Linked DNA regions of Drosophila melanogaster: region 2 is linked to region 1. A link is a contact called in public Hi-C data. All regions are on one chromosome and are shown on one strand. Each heading gives the region's core, a stretch centred on a gene start, on an enhancer-like site or on the middle of the called end of the contact. The rest is flanking DNA. Distances are from core to core; before and after follow the strand shown. Region 1 holds the start of Rtel1 (Regulator of telomere elongation helicase 1). Region 2 holds the start of mys (myospheroid).

What was found. A called contact is a pair of places that touch in the nucleus more often than the background predicts.
Region 2: a Hi-C map of the Kc167 cell line shows a contact between it and region 1, with 2.4 times the contacts expected there. The contact joins the promoter of mys here to the promoter of Rtel1 in region 1. A contact is called at or near these places in 12 of 107 Hi-C or Micro-C datasets (the Kc167 cell line, embryo, eye imaginal disc and 2 more).

The regions. Positions count from the first base shown.
Region 1 is chrX:5,746,372-5,751,253 of dm6, forward strand. It overlaps Rtel1 (Regulator of telomere elongation helicase 1), which reads left to right and starts at 1,376. Exons shown (of 7, transcript NM_001272333.1): 1 at 1,376-2,547; 2 at 2,623-3,170; 3 at 3,366-4,029; 4 at 4,091-4,233; 5 at 4,478-4,607; 6 at 4,693-4,882. The coding sequence starts at 1,498. It overlaps IntS6 (Integrator 6), which reads right to left and starts at 883. Exons shown (of 2, transcript NM_132025.3): 1 at 401-883.
Region 2 is chrX:8,057,966-8,063,185 of dm6, forward strand. It overlaps mys (myospheroid), which reads left to right and starts at 3,680. Exons shown (of 7, transcript NM_080054.3): 1 at 3,680-3,760. It also overlaps a transcript of fs(1)h not described here.

The DNA.
Region 1 (4,882 bases), core at 126-2,625:
ATAAACACACTTTTTCTAGTTGTTTCGCATAAATGGGGGGCGGCAAAGGGGTGCAGGGCCTTTGATTGGTGGTCATTTTTCATTTGGATGACCTTAATTTGCATGTGATAATGCTGATTAGTGCAGCCGCGTTATCGGCACGGTAATCGTTATCGCCAGAGTTGCAAGCGCCCGCCCATCGACAGCCCGCCAAAGCTTTCGAATTTGAAAATGTGTGGACATATTTTAAAAGTGCGATTCTAAGGATCGCATGGTTAATATTTTAGATCTAAATTTTCTATCTCAAAAAAAAAAAAAATGGTACAACATTCATACACAACTACACCGGCAGCATCTTCGAGTGAGAGTTTCCGGCCAAAAAAAAAAAAAAAAAGAATAACTAAAACAAAAACGCACTCACAAGAAGAGGAATGTTTCTCCTCCACCCAATACTCGCAATAATTTTCGATTAGCTTCTATATGCCGCGCCACGATTTTTTATTCTGTTATATTTTTACTTTGTGCCAACAGAAATTTATCACCACCGCGCGAGAGAGCGAGAACACACACGCACACACACAGCCAGAGTGCGCTCTCTTTCGCTCTGCCGCCGAGGTGCATAGGCGAGAACGACCGACAGACGCGACTAGCGGTCGGACCGACCGACCGAACGACCGTCGCTATCGCCGTCCCCCTCTCGCTCGTAGGTTTGTATCGGGGAGTTGTTGCTTACACGCACTCGCACACATACTTTTGCACACTGGCGCCTCGTCACTGTTGTTGCATTGCTGTCGTCCACTCCTGCGCTTCTTCTTCTCTTGTTCGACTCGCTTCTCTTCGGATTTTACTTTGCTGCCGAGCAATAACAACACAACACTACCGTTCTCAAAGTTCGAATGATTTGATGCCGTTCTGTGTTTTTTTGGTGTGGCCGAGAAGCGCCAAATCAGTGGGGCCGTATCGCGGCGATTCGGAAAAGCCGAGCGAAGGGGTCACGATAAATGGATTTGTGGTTGAATTAACTGAGTTTGTAATAATTGATGTCAAATATTTACTTACCTTGTTAGGGGATTTATATGTATGCTGCACATTTAATCTTGAATGCCATTAGTTCATTAGTTTGGTATAATCCATAACATTCACTTAAAATGTTATATCGTTAATCTTTGATCCAAATAAACAGAATCACAACTACAGTATTCCCTCCAATGCTAATAAGTTTATAAGTTTCAGTTACTATTATCCATAAGGTACCATAAACACGATTGCAGCACTTTGGGTGGTGATTAGTACTACTATTACGTTTAAAATAAACTACGCAGGGTTTGACATGCAAGTTGTAAACATTTGACTCGGAGTTCAAGATAACGCTATAAAATTACTTAATCAGGGTCCACTGTACTCTATCGATAGCGATAACTGACCACCTACACAGACATTTATTGTTATCGACCAACGAACACATGTTCACTCCGATTTGGCGCGTAAACAAGTAAATAAATAGTATTATTAAGAATAATGCCGGAGAGCCTGATCGCCGGCATTCCGGTGCACTTTCCGTTCGAGCCGTACCCGGTTCAACGGGCGTACATGGAGAAGGTGATCCATTGTCTCCGCGATGGCACGAATGGAGTCCTGGAATCGCCAACCGGCACGGGCAAGACCCTAAGCTTGCTGTGCTCATCCTTGGCCTGGATCCGCACCAGGCAATCGGAGCACCAAAAGCAGATGGTTAAGATGGAGAAGGCAGATTTTTCGGGTCTTGGAGGCGGAGCACCTGGGGGAGACCTGTCCGAGCTGGCCAAGACCATGGGTCGTGCGAATAACTGGGGCGTGCCCAAGGTCATCTACGCCTCGCGCACCCACTCCCAATTGACGCAGGCGATGCGGGAACTCAAGAGGACAGCGTACGCTAACATGAGATCCGTGGTTCTGGGCTCCCGCGATCAGCTATGCATTCATCCGGAGGTCATGCGGGAGCAGGGCAACTCCAACAAGACCAACATGTGCAAGCTACGGGTGCACTCCAAGACCTGTTCATTTCAAATGCGCGTTGAGTCGCGAAAGGATCATCCCGATTTGCGCGGACCCACCATCATGGACATTGAGGACCTGGTCAAGGTGGGCCAGCGACTCAAGATCTGTCCCTACTTCGCGTCTCGGGAGTTGGTTCCCCAGGCGGATATCACCTTCATGCCCTACAATTATCTACTCGATCCCAAGGCTCGCAAGGCCAACAAAATCGAACTGGGCAACACTATTGTGATCCTGGATGAGGCCCACAACATCGAGAAGATCTGCGAGGAGTCCGCTTCGGTGCAGATTAAGTCCTCTGATGTGGCCATGGCCATCGAGGACGTCACGCATATCATGCAAGTCTTTGCGAGCGGCGAGTCGCAGGATATGGCTGGAGATGAGCCAAAGGACTTCACACTGGACGACCTTACACTGCTCAAGGAGATGCTGCTCGAGCTCGAAAAGGCCATCGATGCCATCGTTGTGGACAACGCCGTCGATGGAACTACCTTTCCCGCCTCCATGATGTACGAACTGCTTGGCAAGGCGAATGTAAGATGCACTAAATCTTATCGGAAATGTTTTTAAAAGAATGCCTATTTAAAAATGTAACTTCCTTTATTGTAGTTCACCTACGGCAACGTTGCAACGATAGTATCCCTGCTGGACAAACTGGTGCAATACCTCCTAGTGGCCTCCCAGCAGATGAGCATCCGCAAGGGCGGCACCTTCACGTTGCTTAGCGATCTACTGACCATTGTGTTTGCCAACAAGGAGGATGTGATGAGCAAGGTGTACGCAAGCTTCAAAGTGCATGTCCTGGTGGAGGAGTCCAAGCAGGGACACGGTAAGCAGCAGGGTGCTAAACAGCAGGGCGGTTGGCTTGGCAAGGGAACGATTGCAGCAGCGACTGGCTTAAGCAAGGTCGCAAAAATCATTAACTTCTGGTGCTTCAATCCTGGCTTCGGAATGGAGCAACTGCTCAACACCCAAGTGCGCAGCGTAATCCTGACCAGCGGCACACTAGCTCCCCTCAAGCCGCTAATCGCCGAGCTTGCCATTCCGGTGGCCCAGCATCTGGAGAATCCGCACATCGTCGACCAGTCGCAGGTTTATGTCAAGATCATCGGCACCGGACCCGATCGGCAGCAACTGATATCGAACTATGCGAACCGGTAAGCATTTTTCACACCACAAGCTTATTTGTTTATGGCCAATACCATGAGTAAATAAACAAGTTGGGCCAAACATAACTCAGTTCTGTGGCAGGTGAACTATCTCATAACATTACGAAATGCCAACGTATCAATTTCTTAATGTTATACAAACTAAACAAACATGTTTTATCTGCCACCTTTGTTCTTCTGCAGTGATAATCCAAAGTACATCAGCTCCCTGGGACAGACGATTCTGAATGTAGCGCGTATAGTGCCCGACGGCCTCCTTGTCTTTTTCCCATCGTATCCCATGTTGAACAAGTGCGTGGACGCGTGGCAGGCCAGTGGTTTGTGGGCGGACATATCGTGCAAGAAACCGATTTTTCTGGAGCCGCGCAGCAAGGACCAGTTCACCAGCACGATGGAAGAGTTCTACCAGGCGATACGCGACTCCAAGGGTGCCGTATTCATGGCTGTTTGTCGCGGCAAAGTCTCCGAAGGTCTGGACTTTGCTGATCGCAATGGCCGCGCGGTGATTATTACTGGTCTGCCATTCCCACCGCTAAAGGATCCCAAGGTGATACTGAAACGTCGCTACCTGGAGGCGAATCGGACTCGTGAGAATCAGCTGTTAAGTGGGCAGGAATGGTACAATCTAGATGCCACGAGGGCAGTCAATCAAGCCATCGGTCGTGTGATTCGGCATCGCAACGATTATGGTGCCATTCTGCTTTGCGACTCGCGATTTAAGGACGCCTCACAGGTCCAGCAGCTATCCAAATGGATTCGGGGTCACCTGGGCGACCGGCCACAGTGCTCACCCTTTGGTCCTATCGTCCGGGAACTGCGTCAGTTCTTTAAGAACGCCGAAGCGAATGTAAGCTCATGATGTTTATGCGTTTTTCAGCAATTGTAATACAATTCTTTCAAAACTTCAGATGAAACTACCGGATGAAAGGGAAACCGATTCGCCTTTGGAAACCGTCTGCAAGACAGAGGATGAACCACTAGCCGCCATTCCAAAAGTGAAACGGGAGCCTGGCTCCAATGCCACCTTCAAATCAGCCAATGAATCCGCAATGTACGTAACCTGCGATCTAAGATCAACCTTATCAGCTGTATAGATTGTATTACAATTATTAATAGCAAATCCTTAATCGGATTTAAGTAGTCTTGAGTACAATTTTTGAGATTTGTCATAGCTAAAGTGAAATGCTGTAAGCCATTTCCAGTGGCCTTTTGTCATCACTGCCAGGGTAAATAAACTTTCGTTTGCCTTTCTCCTGGTATTGACACTTTGAAATATTTATTATTTTTCTTTGTAGCAAAGTGGAGATGGCCAATTCCATCAAGACATGGACACCCGCCGATTATGCGAGTGCCGCTGGACATAAATTGGGTGGTGCGGCGCCGAATGCCATGGACTTTATGAGTCGACTGGACTCAAATGTCTCGGTAAACACGAGATTCCCATGAATCTATTATTACACTGTGTTTATTTAGTTCTTTAGGACTTGTTCTTGTTTTGCCCCTTTCCCAGAGTATCGATTTCAACTGCTGCACAGATAGTAAAAGTGGCTCCTCTGGTCTGGTGAAGATTCACAAGCGGGAGCGAAGCTCACCAACGGCGCCGGAATCCTCCAGCCAGGTGACCAAAAAGCGATACAAGTTGGTGGAGAACATCAAGGTGGAGCCAAGTAGTTCGCAGGCTAAGGAGGCACCCGAGGAAA
Region 2 (5,220 bases), core at 2,430-4,929, 2.3 Mb after region 1:
GCGAGCGTGAGAGTATCAAGAGAGCAAAAGCGAAAGAGCGGGCGAACGTGCGGTTGTAATTATGTAGTACAGTAGACTTTGAGTTTTCAACAGAAATTCACGTAGAACGATACGATGACGTAGGGAAGAAGCAGAGTTGCGGAAGAAGAAGAAGCAGAGACAGCAACGGCATGCATTGGAAATGAAATGGGGAATGGGTATTTTTTAAACGCTACCCAGGATTGAAAACTCATTTTATTATATTTCCATTATGGTGATTTCTTTTTTATTTTAAGCTCTTTTTTACAACTAAATCAGAAATCTGTCTTACGTCCAAACAAATAAATAAAGGTCAACAGTTGTAGCAGGAAAAATAAACATCGTTTTTATTTACCTCGCAAGCCTAAAGCTCATTCACCAAGCACTCAACTCATTAATTAAATATTTTTATTTCTGTCCTGCTTAAAATCCATGCACTTGAACTACGGGCAAATATATCAATTTTATTTAAATAAATAAAATTCTCAAGTGAAGCACACTCACTGGCACACACACATACTAACGCACGCTCTCGACTGAAAGTTGCAGCTGCTCAGGCGTGCGGTAGAGCGAGACAACAGTAGGGGGCTACGTAATACGTAGCCAAATGCAAATATGGCGGCATGTCGCCGTCCATGTGTGTTTGCGTTCGAGTGTGTGTGTGTGAAGTGGCATTCGGACGAGGAGAGCATTTGTTGTTGTAGGTTTTAGTGCCATCGTTGTGTATCTGCAAAAAGAGCGAGCGAGCGAGAAAGAGGGAGCGGGTCTGATAAAGAGTCATGGGATGGAAGGGGGTGGGAAAGGGGAGCTGCCTCTAGGTTAATAAATCGTGCTAATAGTGGCACGAATTTAAAGCCGGTTTACATGGCAACATGCAGCAAATGCAGAAGCCGAAGAAGAAGCAGAGGCATCAGAAGAAGCAGCAAAAAACGAAGAGCAAAGCACCAAAAAAGCATCAATGAATTTGAATTCACAGCTAGGGAGAGAGAGAGTGAGAGAGCCGCCGCACCGCAATCGAAATTTTGCGCTTATTTACGATAAACATATCTTCAATTTAGCGCCCGACAAGTAAACAAACAAATTGCGTTTGCCTATTTACGCGCCAACCAGCAAAGTGCAGCAGCAACAACAATTGAACACAAACGAGAGCGAATAAACGAAAATCCTAAATGCCGGTAAAAAGTACATATGCAGATATATGCGATTTATAGAAAGAGAGAAATGGAAATTGGGAGAGGGCGCGAAGTCATTTGCCATTGAATATTATGATAAAATATAGGAAATCTGTGGGATGCACAGATACTATTTATTTATAGTGAATAATATATATGAATAATATTCACAGTATAAAGGAAAATCTCTCAAAATATAAAAGTGAAACGAACAAATCTTTCCAACAAATCACATCTTTGGGAATGTAAATAGTAAACTAGATTAGTTTATTTATTTTTATAATAATCATTTGGACTGCTTTGCTTTCAAAAACGATATGATGTTGCATTCGAGTTAAAAGAAATCTAGGATCAGTAGAAGTAGCAGATTAATTCGAAATCACCCTGGGAACATTTGGTATCTCAGTTATTGCACAGTTAAATTGTAAATAAACATGGAATGCATCGTTTTCCCAGGCCACGGGGAAAAAAGGGTTGTTGCGGCAGTTGAATAAATCCGGGGAAAAGCAGCTGTCGTGTCGAAATTTCCCTCCATTTTGCCGGGTTGCTGACCCCTAAGCAAATACTCGAAAACTAGCAGAAAATGCAAAGTGTCCTTGGGGCAAACCGAAGAGGCGCGCTCTTGTGTCGTTTTCCACTGTGCGAAGGTGGGCGGCTAGTGGTGGAGGAGGCGGGGGTAAACGCCACGTGCGCTGCACTTTTTAAACTTACTTTTCCTTTGGATTTTATCGTTCTTCTTTTCTTTTTGTTGTTTCGTTAAATCCACTCGTTCTGTTACTGTTTATTCGCTATTATGGGCGAATATATGTATATATCCGAATGACTTTTGATTTTGGCTTTGTTTATGGCCGCGCTGCCGCTGGATGTTGATTTTGTCTTAGCCAAGTTTAGCTTGTCGGTTTTGTTTGTTGTTGTTGCTGAATTGCGTTGTTGCTATTGTTGCTGAATTTTGAATTGAACATATACAACATACAGATTGTACACGATTGTTAAAAAGTTGCAACTGTAAAAATAAAAACAAAAAATATTGGTCACATCGGGCACTATTTTTTTTCTCGAGATTTTTGGATTTGCGCGCGCCAGAGAATGAGTGTGGCGTAAAGAGAGGGAGAAAGAGTAAAATCCCCAGCGACAAATGTAACGTAACCCACAACGTAAGCGTCTTCTGTACGTCACCACGCTACGTAGGCCACGTAACGGTATGCTAACGTTACCGACGGCGCCGCAAAACCGCAAAATCAAAAAATACAATAACAAAATCGACAAAATTATAGATTTTCAATGTGCACGTCGGTTTCTTTTTGCTAGCGAAAATCAACTAGCGCTAGTATATTTTGCTTTTGTTTTTTCTCATTTCGAGTGAAACTTTTCGCGCGCTTCTGCGTGTGTATTCCTCTTTTTTCGTTTTTTCTTCTTTTATTTGTTAATATTATTCACTTGGTGACTACACACGTTCATGCTCATGCCCCCTCACTCGACACACACACGCACACACACTGACGAACGTTTCTGCTTCTTGCTCCTCTTTCGTTCGCTTTTGTTCCACCACCGAAAAAAATGAAAAAAAAAATTTGTCATGTCCATTGAAGTCTCACATTTTTCAAATGCATTTTTTGGCGCTAAAATCTTATAAATTTCAACATTTTTCCATTCGCATCTGATCCCCCGCAATTAGCACTCCACTTCGAACACAAATTTATATAATTTTTGCCATTTTTTACCACAATTTTTAGTAATTTCTACACACCGATATATACGTACGCGCTACGATTTTTCGACAAACGCGCGAGTTTCTTCTGAGTCGCCATCAAATATACAAAATTTTTTTTCGAAATTACTGAAAATGCGAATACACACGCACACATGGACAGCCGACGGGCACGAGGCGCACGCGCTTGGTACATGCGGCTATGCCGCTCTAACGCACTGCTTTTATTGATAAATCGAGAGCGGGACAGCTAGAGCTACCGGCCGAGAGAGAGCATGTGAGAAGAGCGTTCTGTGCGAGTGTGTGTGATAGAGAGAGCCAGAGAGCAAAGTAGTCACACATACTCTCGCAAACTCATAGTGGCTTTCGTTCTCTCCTTTTCTCAACCATTTGCACGTACTTTTAGCTTTTTCATATGGCTATTTGGGAAATTCACCAGCAGTTTACACTTATGCTGTTGTTAGTTTTAATCCATTTATACTGGTAGAACGTAGATTCGTCGGCTACTTTACATTAATTTCGTAACGTAAGCGCAACAAAAACAAGGCTGTCATCGATATAAGCAGGCGTTTTTGTCTGAAACTATCGTGCAATAAGTGACTCCGATAACCAGAGTTCCTTTACGTGTTTCTCGATTACTTATCGGATTGTGTTTGCGAGCACAAATGTCTCTTTTAGCGGAGACACAGTCCTCCAAAACTGTGCAACACTGTTCCTAGGCTCGGTGTGACCAGAGCTATTTAACAACACTGGCGAACATCGGATGGCAAATATCGAAAGAACATTGACTGTTGTTCCACCCCCTGCTGACACCATCTGGTAACACTGAACAACAGACCAGATCCGCGGACAAAGCAAAGCAGTAAATATTAATTTAATCCAAATCCAATTCCCGACACCAATTGGCGGCCTTCAGCTGCTGCTTCTGCAGTCGAATTGTATTTTTTTTTTTGGTTTTTCGTGTCACCCGATAAGAGTTAAATTCGCTGATCTAGCGAATAACGGTGGCAAGTAATTGTAATAACTGCGTGTGTGCACAGTGCTAGTGTTTAGTGTGCGAGTGTGTGCGTGTGAGTGGGAACTCCACAAGTGTGCGAGAAGGCAAATCAAAATAAGAAAAGTGCCGCCCTGATGGAAATTAATATCGCGAATTATCAGCGAAAACGCAGCGAAAGTTAAGCCAAAGTGCTGCGATTAATCAGATAGCGGGTGAAATAGTGGGTATTACGTAAGAAATCAATGGATTCCGGGCTGCATTTGCCCAAAAAAAGAGGAAGCAATATCGAAGCGCTACTTTTATCTCCTCTTTTTTCGATGATTTCATTCGCAGTGACGACACACAGGCACGCACACACCGAACGCCGTATCTGTGTGTGGGTTGTTTGTTGAGCTAAAAAAAATAATGAATCCTCACGATACATTCACTCGTTTCATTTTTTTTGTTATTATTATTCATCATATTTATTTATTTCTTTGAGTGTGCATATCGGCGACTTCGCGACGCCAATTGCTGATTACGCCCCCTCCCTTTTCAGTGCAACTTCCCCACCCCGGAGATCTTGCACTCGAACTAAAAATCGAGTAGAGTACGTAGGCAGAAGCGAAAAGAGCGTACAAAAATCAAGAGCTCAGTGGCAGCAGCAGGAATTTGTGTTTGTCAGGGGATTGCCCAGATTTTCGGGGTAATTGTCCACTTTATAAACAGCCAACCGAATTTGAAACCAACTGTAACTGGAAGTAAAAACCAATTTTACCAAAGCTATCAAAAAAAAAACAATAAAAAAAATGAAATCCTCTGCGCGCCGCTGGTTTAACCAGTACGCCCACATGTGGGCGGCCCAGATGTGCCTCGTTTTTGGCCCAATGGCTGTGGGCGTCCATCCGTGGTTGAAACTATGCGCTGCAGATGCTGTTTACTCAGGCGGTTTATAGTATTACGAATTTGCTAGCTAAAAAACTGATTAAAACTACTACTAAGTGCACAACTCATAACTTTGATATGCTGTGACTGGGTGTATAAATGATAATCGAATGAAATTATTCAATCCAAGGGTATATAAACATGGGCTTAGTCGTTTTTAGTTTGTTTTCCTTTCGGCACACGATCTGCTGCAAATCAAGCTCTGTGGTGTGTTAGTGTTCGTTGTGTTGTGTGTGCGTGGGCGTTTAAAAATAGCCGACCAACACAACACCCATACGTATACGTAATCTGCAGCCCTTTTTTTTCCGTTCCGTGCATATGGAATTTTGATTTGAGTCTTGAGTGGCTTGGAGTGAGTGATTCATGTGGCTTTAGGCGGAAAGGAAACCCAGCGAAGCTGA